Regions from separate parts of the Gossypium hirsutum genome. Here region 1 is linked to region 2. Evidence: chromatin contacts called from public Hi-C data. All regions are on one chromosome and are shown on one strand. The core of a region is the stretch at or near the end of the contact, and the rest is flanking DNA. Distances in the headings are between cores, read along the strand shown.

The links. Hi-C and Micro-C count contacts between places; a contact is called where the count stands out from the background.
Region 1: a Hi-C map of leaf shows a contact between it and region 2, with 3 times the contacts expected there. The contact joins the promoter of LOC107918058 here to the promoter of LOC107918064 in region 2. A contact is called at or near these places in 6 of 34 Hi-C or Micro-C datasets (hypocotyl and leaf).

The regions. Positions count from the first base shown.
Region 1 is chrA01:26,866,907-26,874,520 of Gossypium_hirsutum_v2.1, forward strand. LOC107918058 (photosystem I chlorophyll a/b-binding protein 5, chloroplastic) reads right to left here and starts at 2,324. Exons shown (of 6, transcript XM_016847561.2): 1 at 1,980-2,324; 2 at 1,753-1,885; 3 at 1,572-1,684; 4 at 1,369-1,473; 5 at 1,176-1,264; 6 at 836-1,093. The coding sequence starts at 2,194. The coding sequence ends at 951. LOC107917399 (protein WEAK CHLOROPLAST MOVEMENT UNDER BLUE LIGHT 1) reads left to right here. Exons shown (of 4, transcript XM_016846754.2): 4 at 1-646. The coding sequence ends at 241. It also overlaps the pseudogene LOC107918057 and the pseudogene LOC107917032.
Region 2 is chrA01:26,711,739-26,718,725 of Gossypium_hirsutum_v2.1, forward strand. It overlaps LOC107918064, which reads left to right and starts at 5,665. Exons shown (of 7, transcript XM_016847567.2): 1 at 5,665-6,143; 2 at 6,419-6,476; 3 at 6,613-6,693; 4 at 6,798-6,833. The coding sequence starts at 5,956. It overlaps LOC107916582, which reads right to left and starts at 4,602. Exons shown (of 6, transcript XR_005922368.1): 1 at 4,309-4,602; 2 at 3,654-3,716; 3 at 3,210-3,571; 4 at 2,984-3,108.

The sequences.
Region 1 (7,614 bases), core at 1,074-3,573, 150 kb after region 2:
AGGAAACCCTCCAAGGTCAAGTTTTGAGGGAAAGAGACAAAGTAATAAGGTTGAACCTGTAACCATGTCTCCTTCCAGCACTCTGGATACCTCCAAGGCAATCTATGGGCATAACAAAGAATCTGAATCATCCCCAGAGACAGTGGTTGTAAAGAAAAAGAAAAAGTCACTCTTCCCCAAGATTTTCATGTTCTTCTCCAGAAAAAAGGCAAGCTTTTCAAAAACCAAGTCCAAAACCTAGTAAACTTCTTGGGTATTGTGATTTCACCTCTCTTCTTTTTCTTTTCTTGGTTGTTAAGGTGGCCATTAATGTTCATCAAAGGGTTTACTCTCAGTGTAAATTCTATTGATTCGTTGATGTATGATAAAGTTGAGGATATATTCTTGCTTACTGAGAAGGGTTGTATGGCTGGAGAATCTTAAGAATAAAGGTGGTTCTATTCTCTATTGGCTTTGATATAAACTGAAGTTCATTATGAATGAAAAACAACTTTGTCTTCTTTGCCTTATTCATAATCATGTTAATTTTAAGAAGTTAATAACCCATACATAGGGTAATTTGTGTATATGTATTGCTCGTTTATTTTTTCTGTTAACTATGTAAACATAAACCTGAAATAAATGATCCATCGTGTTAAAATTGTTATATTATATTCATTAATCTATTTTCGTGTTTATTACATATGTCATGTTTAAAAGTAATTGGTTTACAAGTTTTAACTCGATTGGTATTGATATTGTTGTTAGTATTCCATTTTTGTGAAAGCCCTGTTTGGATGCCATTGTTTACCAGCTTTAGGCCTTGAAATCATAAATCTTCTATTGCTTACAGCAGTTGAACAAAGAATAAATGGTAATAAAAATGGGGAAGTAGGAGTAATTTACATTTGCATCAAAGTATAAGCCAATGGCAAAAGTGAAGAAGACAGACCCGCATTTGGTTTTGAGGTTCAAGAAGTAGAGTTAGCAAGGGTTTGAATGATGGTCTTTTGCCATGGATTTGAAAGGTGCTCTACAAGGTTATCAATTGGACCTGCATGTGTCACATAAGCTTGCACAAAGATGCCTAGCATGGCTATCATCGCCAGTCTTCCTGCATTGGACACCTGGTTTCAGAACAAAATGAAAACACACACACACACACAATAATGATGGAGGAAATAGGCAAAGCAGACCATTTTTTATCTCTTTCAGCTTCCATTCATGAGCATTTTTAATATCTTTGGCCAGACCAAGTGGATTTAGCAGTGGACCTCCAGGGTAGCTGTTCACCATGAAAACAAAAAAGTCTCTTTAAGTTTGATTTCCATTTTTAGAGATTCAAGCAGCTAATGGGATATGATTGTCTAAGGATCCTCAAAAACATACCCAGGTTCTAAACCCTCCAGTGCAGCTTCCAATCCAAAGAAAGATCCTTCTTTGGCTTGAGAACCTGGATTAATGAAATCCATGTATCTTTTAGTTTCAGCAAACCTGTCCTCATCAACATCAAACCAAGCAATTAGTCTATATACAAAATGCATATTTTTTTACTAACTAGATAAGAAAATTGTGGCGTATATAGTATCTACCCCATTAAAAGAAACTGAACAACAATCAAAGTTCTTGTGCTGGCAAATTCAAATTTCACTGCACCAGCTTCATACCAAACTGGTAAATTGCTGATCCCTGTAACGCGTAGTAACTGCAAAATATAAAGTGAATAAGTTCCACCAAGCCCCAATAACAGTAATCCATGGAAGAATCACTTACATCAGTGAATAGAATTCCAGCAACTCCAGCCATGGCAAAGCGAGCATGGACCAACTCTGCCTGAACATACCATTTCAAGCTCTTGGGATCTTCTCCTAGGCCAAGAGGGTCAAACCCATAATCACCAGCCAAACTGGATTTACGAAACAACAAAAAGAAGGTCAAAAACTGAAACCAGTGTAAATTCTATTATTGTGTAGGGAACTTCATATGGAACACTTGCTCACGTTCCATCCAAATATGGCGGAGGGTCAAGTCCAGGGAGCCATGTTGGTCGCTGCTGAGCTTGAACTGCAACTTGTGCATAACGCTGAGGGGCAAAAGTAGACCAAAATGTGGTTGCTGAGCCCAACGAGGGTTTGTATATTTTGTTGTGAAATGTGGGTGAAGAAGAATAAGAACAAGGTTGAACAAGGAAGCCTCTTCCAACCGCAACCGCCATTGTTGTGTTGATTGTTTCCTTATTTTCCTCTTCTTTCTTCTTTTGTATTTCTTTTTATGTTTGCTTATCAGTAAATCTTATTGGAGGCATTTATGGCGTCCACGTCATCATTAAAAAATTATTACAGTTAAATATATAGAAAATGGCACCATATGTGGAAAACATGATAACACAGACCCACTCGCCCCTTCCTAGCCATTGGGTTTGGATATATGGATTATTGGACCTATTGAAAGATATCAACCAGCATAGCCATTCACTTTTGAACCCATAACTGCTACCTTTACAACTAAATAAAACTATAGTAACAACAATTAACTAGCAAAAGGGAGATCATTACAGTAGTAGTGTTGTCAGATACACATGCAAGCCAGCTTAATCTAACAAGGAAAATAACAATTGAGAAAAGAAAAATACAGTTGAGAAGCTCTACAAATGCAGCAGCGACTTCTTTGGTAAAATTCGGAAAATTACAAATTAGGGAAGAGTGGTAGTGGAACAAATAACTGCCTGCTTGAAATGCTGAACGAACGGACTTTTAGAGGGGTGGCAACAACTAGTGGGGTTTCATGAGAGTCAGTGACTGCAAACTTATCATGCACGAAACGATTGTCAACAATGTAGTCATCCGTAAGGACTCTAACAGCTCTTCAAACCCTCGTGAATATGGTAGCATGTGTGAGATCCGTTTTTCACCTGTTGGAAGTCCCATATTACACTAAACTTGCCTACCGTTCCGACTAGATGGTGCTCTTGCTTCCTGTTCTTGGTGACCTGTGTCATGCAGCAACACAAATGATTAGAAGTTTTCATTTGTGAAACGAAGAAAATGTTGGAAAGAACAACAACCTGAGACCTAAAAGGGGAGAGGAACTGTTGCAAGCACTATGTACGCTATCTATTAAGTGACAATGGAGTCTTTCCGTACTCTATAGTCCTTTCCACCCTCCTCAATCCTCATGCCATTCATCATCCTTTAGTAGTGGCACTCGATGAAACTTGAACTGAAAAAACTTGATTAAAGAACTTTTAAGGATAGAGATGGCATAAAAGGCATGTTGATTGTATGTTGCAGAGGTAATTAGATTTCCAGGGAATAAAGTGGCCTAGCCGCTTTAATATTGATATTTAACCAAGTTGGACAAAGGAATGCAACAAAATGAGAAGTGTGTAGACCTCAAAACCAAGTTCACAAATCAAGCGTGAGGAGAATCTTCAAAATCATGTTAATGATTCAGCATATTAGACAACTGAGGCAACAAATCCAAATATCATGTTTCCACCAGGGGACAATGAAATTGATGCAACATGTGCAATTGGAACACGCAAACTGGATCAGTTTTTAGATCCTTAACCTCGGAGTTCACATAAAATAACATACTGGATCAATGCTGCAAGTAACATATCAAAAAATAATGCAATCCGAAGGAACCAAAATTCAAAAGGATATCAAACAACTCCAGCTAGCTATTCAAAATTTAAAAAAACAAAAAAGACACTGTTAATATTCTGCCAAATAAGCACTTCCTTCAAGATTAGATGGCCAATTAGTAATACCTACATCATGTATATTAAATGCAGCTCAGCAGCTAAAAGCACAAGCAATAGGAAGTTAAAACCTGAATAAGAGTATATGCATGCTTACCCATGAAAGCTGAGCATTTTTGAACTTGTAATTGGCCCCTGCTAAATGTGAATCCAGGGGAGTTAGCTTCAACAAACGTGGAGCTCTATCCTGTTCCCCAAACACCCACTAAAACCTGTCTTTGTCTTTCCATCCTTGTTGCCAAAAAGGGTGCAAATAAGGATCAAATAGGTACCAGTTGATCCTAATACTTCCCATCAAACGTAACACAAACATGAGTCCTGGGAAACCCAAGGCCAGGAAAAGTTGTTCTTGCCTGTCTCATAGAATTGGTTGAATAAAACTGAATCTTCCCATTGAGAGATCCAACAACAGTAGAGCATTCCGAGGGCTTGCAAAGCATTGGAAGTTAGTCCCTCTTGGATGCTGATGATGCACTTATACCCAATAACTAGTAGCAAGATTCTGAACCATCCCATTTTGGTCTAGTGTATCCACCAGCAAATCCTATTGTCATAAAAATGCGGTTTCTGACGGGTTCCAATTGTGATCCCTTGCTATCATTTCTGATATACCTCATTGAAATATCAGCCCCATCTTTCCCGAACTTCCATTCAGTAACAATCTTTCTGGTCTCAATATCCAGCTGATAAAGCCCTGTTGTGCGAGGCTTCCGAATCCCCGATCTTAGAACTCATTAGAAGCACATTCATCTCAGCTTTCATAAGAAGCACCTTTTTTGACATCAAATGCACCAAATACAAAGAACTCTTTGGATTCCCATGATCGTAACTTACATAAACACCTTTGCCATGAATCCCATTTGCAAAATTCTTAACTTGGACACCAGAATCACCAACCAAGAAACTATGATCCAATACCCCCAAAGCCAAGCTTTGTATCCCTTCATATGCCACCTCCTCAGACTCCTCGAAGATCCTGATTTGCCGTCACTGGGTCGTAGATTGGGAAACTCTCAAGGAAGCATCCTCAGCATCTTCCCAGATAGAATCATCAGCTGCTTCAGGCATTTCCCAACCAGTAAAATTTGCCCCATAAACTTTAACCATGTTAGCATCATCAGACTCAAACCCATGTGTATTCTCAAACAAACAATCATTAAACTTTCTAACAAAGATTCTATAAACTTCATCACTAAAAAACTTCATTACCCAAACTCCCTTTGCTACGAAATCGACCAAGGTTCATCTCTAAAAGTTTTCGACTGCATTTCCACTTTAATTTTGTTACCAACCTTCAAAACGCACCAAGATTCCTTGTTTTCCTCCTCGTTACTCTCTTCTTCTCCATCCAGACCAATGATTTTCAAGAAGGGTAAGATGTGAGCTTCTCGAAAGTGATCCATTTGGCTTTAGGGGTGTTACTGCCAATGTGAAGGTAGAGATTTAAGCTTTTTTGGGTTATTCAATGGGCAATTTAACAGATTACAGGTTATTTTATCATTCCTGGTCCAAGCTAGTTCTAAGGTTCTTCTTGCAAGACATTGGCGGCAACATTATTAAGTCAGCTCGATTAGGCTAGTTCCTGAACAGCCATCCCCTCCAGTGTCCTTCATAATTTGCCTCACTCTTGCTACATCATCCCACATCCCTTTTGAAGCATAAAGATTTGACATCAAGACATAAAGGCCACCATTTCTGTGGTCCAAAAAATACAATTTCTTGGCTAAATATTCCCCAAGTTTGACCTCTTGGTGGATGCAACAACCATTGAGCAAAGCTCCCCACACTGCAGAATCTGGCCTGGATTCCATATTCCTGATGAATAACAATGCTTCCCCAAAGTAGCCACAACGGCTAAGCAGTGCAACCATGCTTGCACAGTGTTGAAGGCTTGGTGATATGCCAAATTCTTCTACCATCATCTGGAAGTATCTTCTTCCTTAATCAACGTTACCACCGTGGATGCAAGCAGCTAAAACACCCAAGAATGTGATTTTATCAGGCTTTAACCCTCTTTTTTGCAATTCAGTGTAGTGATTAAATGCTTTATTTTCGAATCCGCCTATACCATAACCTGTAATCATTGTATTCCATGTTGCCAAACATGGTTCTTTGATGCTCTTGAAGATTTGTTCAGCTAGCTCAATGGTTCCACACTTGACATACATGTGTATAAGAGCAGTACCAATAAAATCTTCCATTTCTAGATTATTCCTAAGGATAAAACCATGAAGCTTTTTACCAAACTGTAAATAACCCAATTGTGAACACCCAGATAGCATAGTAGCAATGGTGATGGCATCTGGTACATGTCCATACATCCTCATTTGACAAAATAACTCCTTGGCATCGCCAGTTCTTCCAGCCTGCACACAACTAGATATTATCGAGTTCCAACTGATTAATGGTTTTTCCTGCATCTCAGAGAACAAAGAGAATACAGCTTCTATATCATTGAACCTTGAATACATGCTTATTAGCCCATTTGCAACCAAACAATGTATGAAAAGACCAGTCTTTATTCCATAACCATGAAAAGCAAGTCCAATAGCAATGTTAGCAGGATTTTTAACCCCATGGAGAATGCTAACCATTGCAACTTCATCCAATTCCATATCGAGCATCTGACTCCGAGTAAAGCATGGTATTACCTTATCCATGTTCCCTTTCTCAGCATAGCTTGAGACAAGAGCAGTCAAGGAAACCAAATTTTCTTGAGACAATGACTTATGAAGCAATTCAGCAGATTCACTATCTCCACATTTCGCATATACACAAACTAAAGAAGCAATCACAGAAGCATTGTTTACAAAACCGACTTTAATAGCCAAACAATGAAGTGTTTCAGGGTCTGCATTAGCAGATAGAAGGCTCATAAGTGTTACAGAATTAGCTTCCAAAGCTTGCGCTCTCATTTTATTGAATAAAACCATCGCTTCATCAAACAAACCGTTTTGTCCATAAGCACCAATCATGGTATTCCAGGAAACTACACTTTTTTCTACCATTTCTTCAAACAAAATTTCTGCCCCTTCCAATTCCCCACATCTTGCATACATCGAAGTAAGCGCATTTTTCACCTTAGAGTCCTTATCTAACCCAGCTTTAACTCCAAATCCATGAATAGATTTCCCTTGAAACGCTAACTCAAGCGTCCCGCAAGAAGGAACCAAACCAACCAACGTCGTAGCTTCAGGCCTGAACCCCTCTCTGACCATTTCAATGAAAAGATTAAAAGCAAAAATATCATAACAATTTTTTGAATACCCGGAAATCAGGGCATTCCAAGCAACCACATCTCTGTCAGGCATTTCTTCAAACAAAAAGCGAGCATTTTCAATGCAACCCAATTTTACATACAAGTTAAGAAGACCAGTTTTAACGTACACAAGTTGAATAATGCCGGATTTAAATAAATGGGTATGTATTTGATTGGCTTCTATCTTAGATTTAAGTGAATTTGAAGCAAAGGAAGATGAAGCTGAGGCCTTGATGAGAAGAGAGAAAGTGAGATCAGATGGCTTTAAATTGGATTGTAGTAACTGACGAAAAATAAGTAAAGAAGATTTCAATGTTTTAGTTTGAAGCTGTGATTTTAGTAATGAATGGAAGAAACAGAGACCAAATGAATTACCCAAGCTCATACTTGGGACTTTTGCCGTTATCCTTGAAGTTTACTTTTGTTGTTGATGAAAGAAGGTGCATAACAAGACTTGTAAGGATCATTTCACTCCATATCAGGAGAAATTCTTTTTCTTTATTAACCGAGAAGATGTAACGAGGTAGGAGGTAGGGTGGCTAAAATTCGATTTAACTTTCAAATAATTTAAAAAAATTCGAATTTTAAATTAAATAAATTAAATTATTCAAGT
Region 2 (6,987 bases), core at 4,415-6,914:
AAATATAGCTGGAGGCGCTTTTCTAGTAAAGAATCTTTTGATGCAAACATGGCTGGGATGATAATGGGGAAGCGAAAATTTAATCACGAGAAATTGGATGATATTGAAGCATACCTTTCGGATGATGTTAAAACAAAAAGGGCAAATTTTGACAGCATATGTTCGGCAGATTTTGCAACAACTGAGCCTTCATGCTTTGTTTTAACAGATGTTAGTGACCCTTCACAAATTATATCGACGGTTACCAAATGGCAAGCCTGACTGAAAACAATGAAACTCTTATGCTGAAATGTCCGGGGATTGGGGAATCCCCGGGCTATCAAGAGGCTTCACCACATGTTAAAGCTTTACAAACCCAAAATGGTCTTCTTAATGGAGACAAAGCTGGATCAAAACAGAATGGAACGTGTTCGAAAGCGCTGTGGGTTTTATAATGGGCTGGATGTTTCAGCTTTTAGTTCAAGGGGAGGTCTAAGCTTGGCTTGGAATGGGAATTTTTTAATTCAAGTTCGTAGTTACTCAACTAATCATATTGACGCTGAGGTTTATGAAGATGATGACTCAATTAAATATAGATTTACCGGGTTTTATGGGAACCTACGACAAGCAAATAGACAAGAATCTTGGAATCTCTTTAGAAGATTACGAAGCACCTATACTTTGCCGTGGTGTGTAGGAGGTGATTTTAACGAAATAATGTACACTCATGAGAAAAAAGGGGGAGCAACAAGAGATTGACGATAAATAGAGGAATTTAGGCAAGCTCTGACAGACTGTGAATTGGTTGATATGGGTTTCAAAGGGAAAAAAGTTGGGAAAGGGGAAATTTTGAGAGCACAAATGTTAGAGAAAGACTTGATAGGAGTGTGGCGAATAGTGAATGGTTAAACTTGTTTCACGATTTCTCTGTTACCCATCTTCCTCACTCTTATTCTGACCATTGTCCACTTTTTATACAAACAGAGCTTAATGAATATCCAGCTGGAAAGAAGAGGTTTAAATTCGAATCTTGGTGGATACTGGAACCGTCTTGTGAAGATGCCATCAAGAAATTGTGGACTAAAAAGTCAGGAGATGCGCTGGAAAAATTAGATTATCTTCGAGTTAATCTTCAAAGATGGGGGAAGACTATCAAAGGAGAGCGTGATAAAAGATCGAAGGCTTTACGGAAAAGATTGGCTAAATTAGAAGGTATGAATAGGAATGATGATAATTTAGCTGAGATGATAACTGTAAAATTGGAATTAAATTGGGAGATGGAAAATGAGGAATTGTATTGGGAACAAAGGGCTAGAGCAAATTGGTTGCGTCAATGGGATAAAAATACGGCTTTTTTCCACAGCAAAACATCTCAAAGACATAGGATAAACAAGATTTGGGGACTGGAAAACATGGAAGGAGATTTAAAAATAGAGGATACGAATATGGAAAGCATCATAAGGGATTATTTCATGGGATTATTCCAATCAAGTGGAGTTGGTGATACAAACCGTCTTCTTTCGGGGGTTAAAAGGTGTATTGGAGCGGACATGAATCAACTACTAATAGAGAAATACAAAGAGGAAGAAGTTGTCGAGGCAATCAACAGTATCGGGCCAACAAAAGCCTCCAGACCTGACGGTTTCCCAGTAATTTTCTTTCAAAAATATTGGCACATAGTGGGGAGGGAAGTCAGCAATTTCTGCTTGGAAGTACTTAATAAAGGTAAATCTTTACAACTGCTGAATCATACGAATATAGTGTTACTTCCAAAAACGTCTCACCCAAGAAATCCCACCAATTTTATACATATTAGTCTATGCTCGGTGTTCTATAAAATCATATCAAAATCTATCGCAAATAGACTTCAAAAAGTTACGGATCATTGTATCGATTCTGCTCAAAGTGCGTTCGTTCCGAGAAGACTAATTTCTGACAACGTACTTCTCGCCTACGAAATTCTTCACATTATGAGAAATAAAAGGGTGGGGAAAAAAGATCTTATGGCACTTAAGATTAATATGAGTAAAGCATATGATAGGGTGGAATGGAAGTTTTTGGAAAAAAATGATGATCACAATGGCTTTTGATGTGCGATGGGTGGAGCGCATAATGCATTGTATTAGCACAGTGTCGTATTCGGTGGTTTTAAATGGCATGCCAGGGATGGTTTTTACTCCAAGAAGAGGCCTAAGGCAAGGGGACCCTTTAAGTCCCTTTCTATTCCTTTTATGCAGTGAAGGGCTGTCAACACTTTTAAGGCTTGCAACAGAGGAAGGAGTATTGAAAGGGATTAAGGCAAGTAGAAGGGGACCTCAAATTTCCTATCTCTTTTTTGCTGATGACTGTGTTTTATTTGGAGAAGTGACCGGCAAGGGTATTGCAACGTTTGAAAAGGTGCTCAAGGAATACGAAATTTGTTCTGGAAAATGTATTAATTATAGTAAGTCAACTGTGTTTTTTAGCTCAAATACCATTGAAAATGTTCGATCTACCATATCGAATCGTCTAGGACTGAAAAGGGCAAACAATTCTGAGAAATACCTAAGCCTACCGAATATGGTGGGAAGGAAGGAGCGTTTGGTATTCCAACATTTAAAGGATAGCCTAAAGTTAAAGATAGACAATTGGAGTACAAGATTATTATCGCAAGGCGGAAAAGAAGTGTTCATCAAAGCCGTTTTACAAGCAATCCCCACGTACACAATGGCATGATTTCTTTTGCCGAAATCATTATGTGAAGAAATGGAACAAATCATCGCAAAATTTTGGTGGCAAAAAGGTTATGGGAAACGAGGTATTCACTGGTGTTTATGGAGCAAATTATGCGAGTTAAAAAAGAGTGGCGGTCTCGGATTCCGCAATTTGGCAAAATTTAATTTGGCCCTTCTCGCAAAACAAGGCTGGAAATTAATTGACGATCCTAATTCCCTTTTGGCTAGAACGTTAAAAGTTAAATATTATCCGAATACTGATTTTTTAAATTCAGGTTTAGGTAATTTACCTTCCTATACCTGGAAAAGCATATGGGCAGCAAAGGGCCTCTTACTATCGGGATTGTGCTGGAGGGTGGGGAATGGCCATGACATTCGTATAGAAGAAGATGTTTAGGTCCCAAATGTGCCAGGTCTACTGATTAACAAAAAGGACAGAATGCAGAACATCATAATGGTTGCGGATCTTATTGACAGTAATATCAGAGCATGGAAAACAGAGTTGATTTGGAGTACCTTTTCGGAAGTTGATGTTCCAAAGATTCTGCAAATCCCTTTGGCCCAGCGTTCACAAAATGATCTTTTGATATGGAGGGGTGAAGCATCGGGTAAATATACTGTGCGTAGTGGTTACAAACTACTATTACAAGGCAATGATTACAATAGTAATGGTTACAGTTTGCCCGAAATTACAAAATGTTACAAGAAACTGTGGAACTGTAATCTCCCCTCAAAGGTACGTATTACAGTTTGGAGAGCCACTCTCAACTACCTCCCTACCCTAGTGAATTTAAGAATCAAAAGATTAACGAATAACGCCATCTGCCCGAGATGTAAGCAAGGGCTGGAAACTAGGGAACATATTTTTCGCGACTGTGCTGCTGCGAAGGAAATGTGGAAAAAATTAAATTATGTATGGTCACTCAAGTTATCGCATATGGACTATATGGAGTGGTTTACCTGGGTATTGTTGCACAGTAAAGAGAAAGAATGCTACATCTTTGTCTGCGCCATTTGGGCTATCTGGTCGAATAAGAATCAATGGGTACACGGAGGACATAAGAGAACTAGAACAGAAATAGCGCAGTTTGTAATACAGTATTTACAGGAATTACAAGATATGGAAAGAAAACACCATGCCAAATACTCAGTTTTAGATTCATGGAAGGCGCCGGAAAGCAGGTTCCTCAAAATCAATTTCGATGCTCCTTTTGATAAGGGGAAAAATATATCTTGTTCAAGGGTAATAGTCAAGAACTTTAAAGGTGATGTATTGGTTTCAAAATCGGTCATCCATGACAAGATTTCTTCAAGATTTGCAGCAGAAGCCTTAGCATGTTTGCAGGCGGTTATGGTGGGAAAAGAATTGGGGATAAAATATGTTATTTTCGAAGGCGACTCTCTGACAGTTATAAAAAAATGAACAAAAAAAAAGATAAATCGGTAATCGGCCCTTATATTGATGATATTCAAGAGCAGAAGGCGAATTTTTATGGATGCAAATTCCAGCATGCAAAAAGAGCAGCAAATAGAGCAGCACATAACCTAGCATCTGAAGGGTGAAAATGGGGGTGAATGCATACTTTGTTCATGAGCTTGTTACTCAAGTTCTCACCGATTCAGAAATTGATAGGGGATGGAGATGAAGGCCATCACTGAGTCAACACCATCTCCAGCAAATGAGAGAGTAGGAGAAAAAATTTTAGATCTCTATGACTGTTTGTTTCTCCAAGAGTTAGTCGATTGGGATGCAGATATTTTTCAAAGAACTATTTAGAAGTTGACAGCTCATAAGGCTGGGTTTTTCTTTTTTCCTTATGTTAGGCAATATTTTTCAGTTTTACTTTAGGTAACGTTGTTTTTTTTAAACTTTGTTTACTAGAGGCCCTAACCCTAGTTTGGAGCATGGCCTATGTTTGGTTCTTAGATCATAATATTTTTAATTATGCATAAATAAATACAACCCAGTATTCCTTCAAAAAAAATAAAAAGATGAATTAAAATAAAAAAAAACTAAAAACAATGTATTTATTAATTAAAAAAACTTGAAACAATATAAAATAAAAATTACAAATATGTTTAGAAAAGTGAAATTAAACATAGGTCTCAATGATAAAATCATTATTATTTATCCATTTAACTAATAAAGCTAATATGTTAAAAACATTCATTAAAAAAAAAGAGGAAGCTTAGAATAACATGAAATAAAAATTATAAATTTAACTGGGAGATAAATCAAACCTAAGACTCAATAACAACACCACCAACATTTAACCATCCAACTAAAGAAATTAATTATATTAAAAAAGTAAAAATTGCGCCTTAACTAGACGCGCTTTCCTACCAATTATGTAAAAGGCGACTTCCTGTTTCTCTCTCCTTAAAACTGTCTATTTCCCTAAATAAAATTAAAAATGGCCTAAAGGCCTAATTAAAAAAACAGCCCAATCAGCTAATTTAGCCTTTAAAAAAATATCATTTAATATTTAACAGAGTTAATATTTTTAAAGTTTTTACGGTTTTGTAAATGGATTATTTTGTTTAGAATTAAACTGCGATTCAAACAACTAACTTTCCAATATATTTTTATAATAGTATTACAATTTGAATTTATTTAATTCTTTTTAATAATATAGAGACTAAATTTAGTGGCGGAGCAAAGGGGGTTGGAAGGGGCCTGTCCCCCTATAGTGAAAATTTTTTCAATTTAGGTCCTTTATAATTTATAAAAATTTTAAATTAATAATAGTAAAATTATATTTTGACTCTTAAAAATAATAAAAATTTAATTTAAATCTTAAAAAATTATAAAGATATAAATTATTAACATAGTAAAATTATATTTTTACTATCGTAAAGATATGCAATTTAATTCCATCCCTGCAACAATTTCTAAACTGACTAAATTAATCCATTTAATATTACTATCTAACTTTTATAAAAAAATTATAACATATTTTGTCTGAAAATTAAGGTAACACATGTAAAATTTCCAAGGAGGCAAGGATTAGGTTGCAAGACTTGAAAGATACAATCAATCGCAGGAAGTCGGGCATACTTTTCGTTCACAGTTCCCTATAAAACGCTAGGGGAAAAGAAAATCAGACTTGCATTATTAATCTGTTTCAAGTTTGCTCCATAGATTGAATCAAATTCTCTGCAGTTTCTTTTTTTTTTCTTTTTAATTTCTTGAGCTGTGTGGAACGAAGAGAAGCTTAATTATTGCTTGGTAATTCGAGTGGAAGAGTTGAAGGAAGAGAGAATGTGGGGATTTGGGGGGAGATATTATTGGGGGAGAAAGGAAAGCGTGGAAAGAAGGAAAAATGGAGGAGGTATAGTTGTAGTGTTCGCTTGGATGTCCAGTCAAGAGAAGCACTTGAAGAACTATGTTCAACTTTACGCTTCTTTGGGTTGGGATTCTCTGGTTTGCCATTCAGAATTCTTAAACATGTATGGGGTTTTAAGCTAAATTTGGATTTGAATTTACTTTCAATTTAATCTTATTTCTTTGTTGGCTGGTGGATGCTTTTGACTTACTGTAGCACTTGATTTCCCGTGCTGTAAACTGGGTTTTCTTTTTTAATCTTATGGTAATATGGAAATGAGGGATATTGGTTGGAATTTATGCAGATTCTCATATGTCTTTGATTGATACTTTTGAACTGAGATTTTATGTGAATCTGCTAAAGGCTAACTGGGATTTTGATGTTTTGTAATCTGTGCAGGTTCTTCCCTGATAAGGCTGCTGCTTTAGCTCTTCATCTTCTTAAAGAACTTGTTCAGGTAATACTGAAAAAAATCTTAATTTTGTGTGTTGCAAGAGGTGTTAATTCTGGCCCTCTGAATGGGTAGAGGAGTATTTTTATCAATTCTCTCAAATTTCCCCCATTTTTCGGTTTCTCTTTTTGATTTTGTGCAGGAGCTAAAGATTAGGCCATGCCCTGTGGTCTTTGCATCTTTTTCCGGTGGCCCTAAGGCCTGTATGTACAAGGTTCTTCAGGTATTTCTTTCACAACTTTGAAAACCCATTGCTTTTTACCTTATATGTTTAATACTTGTTTCCGTTTGCTTGTGCTGATATAGCTTTATATTTGCTTGTCGCAGATGATCGAGGGATTGTGTGAAGTGCAAGTAAATCCAGTATGTTATACCTCTATTAAGATGCTAACCTTTTACTATCTTCTTAAATCATGCAATTGCAGTCAGTTTTTTAATTATTCTTTAGGGCTATTAGGTACCGATACGGGAAATCCTTGTTTATCTTTTCTATATGACAAAAAAAATCAACAAATGA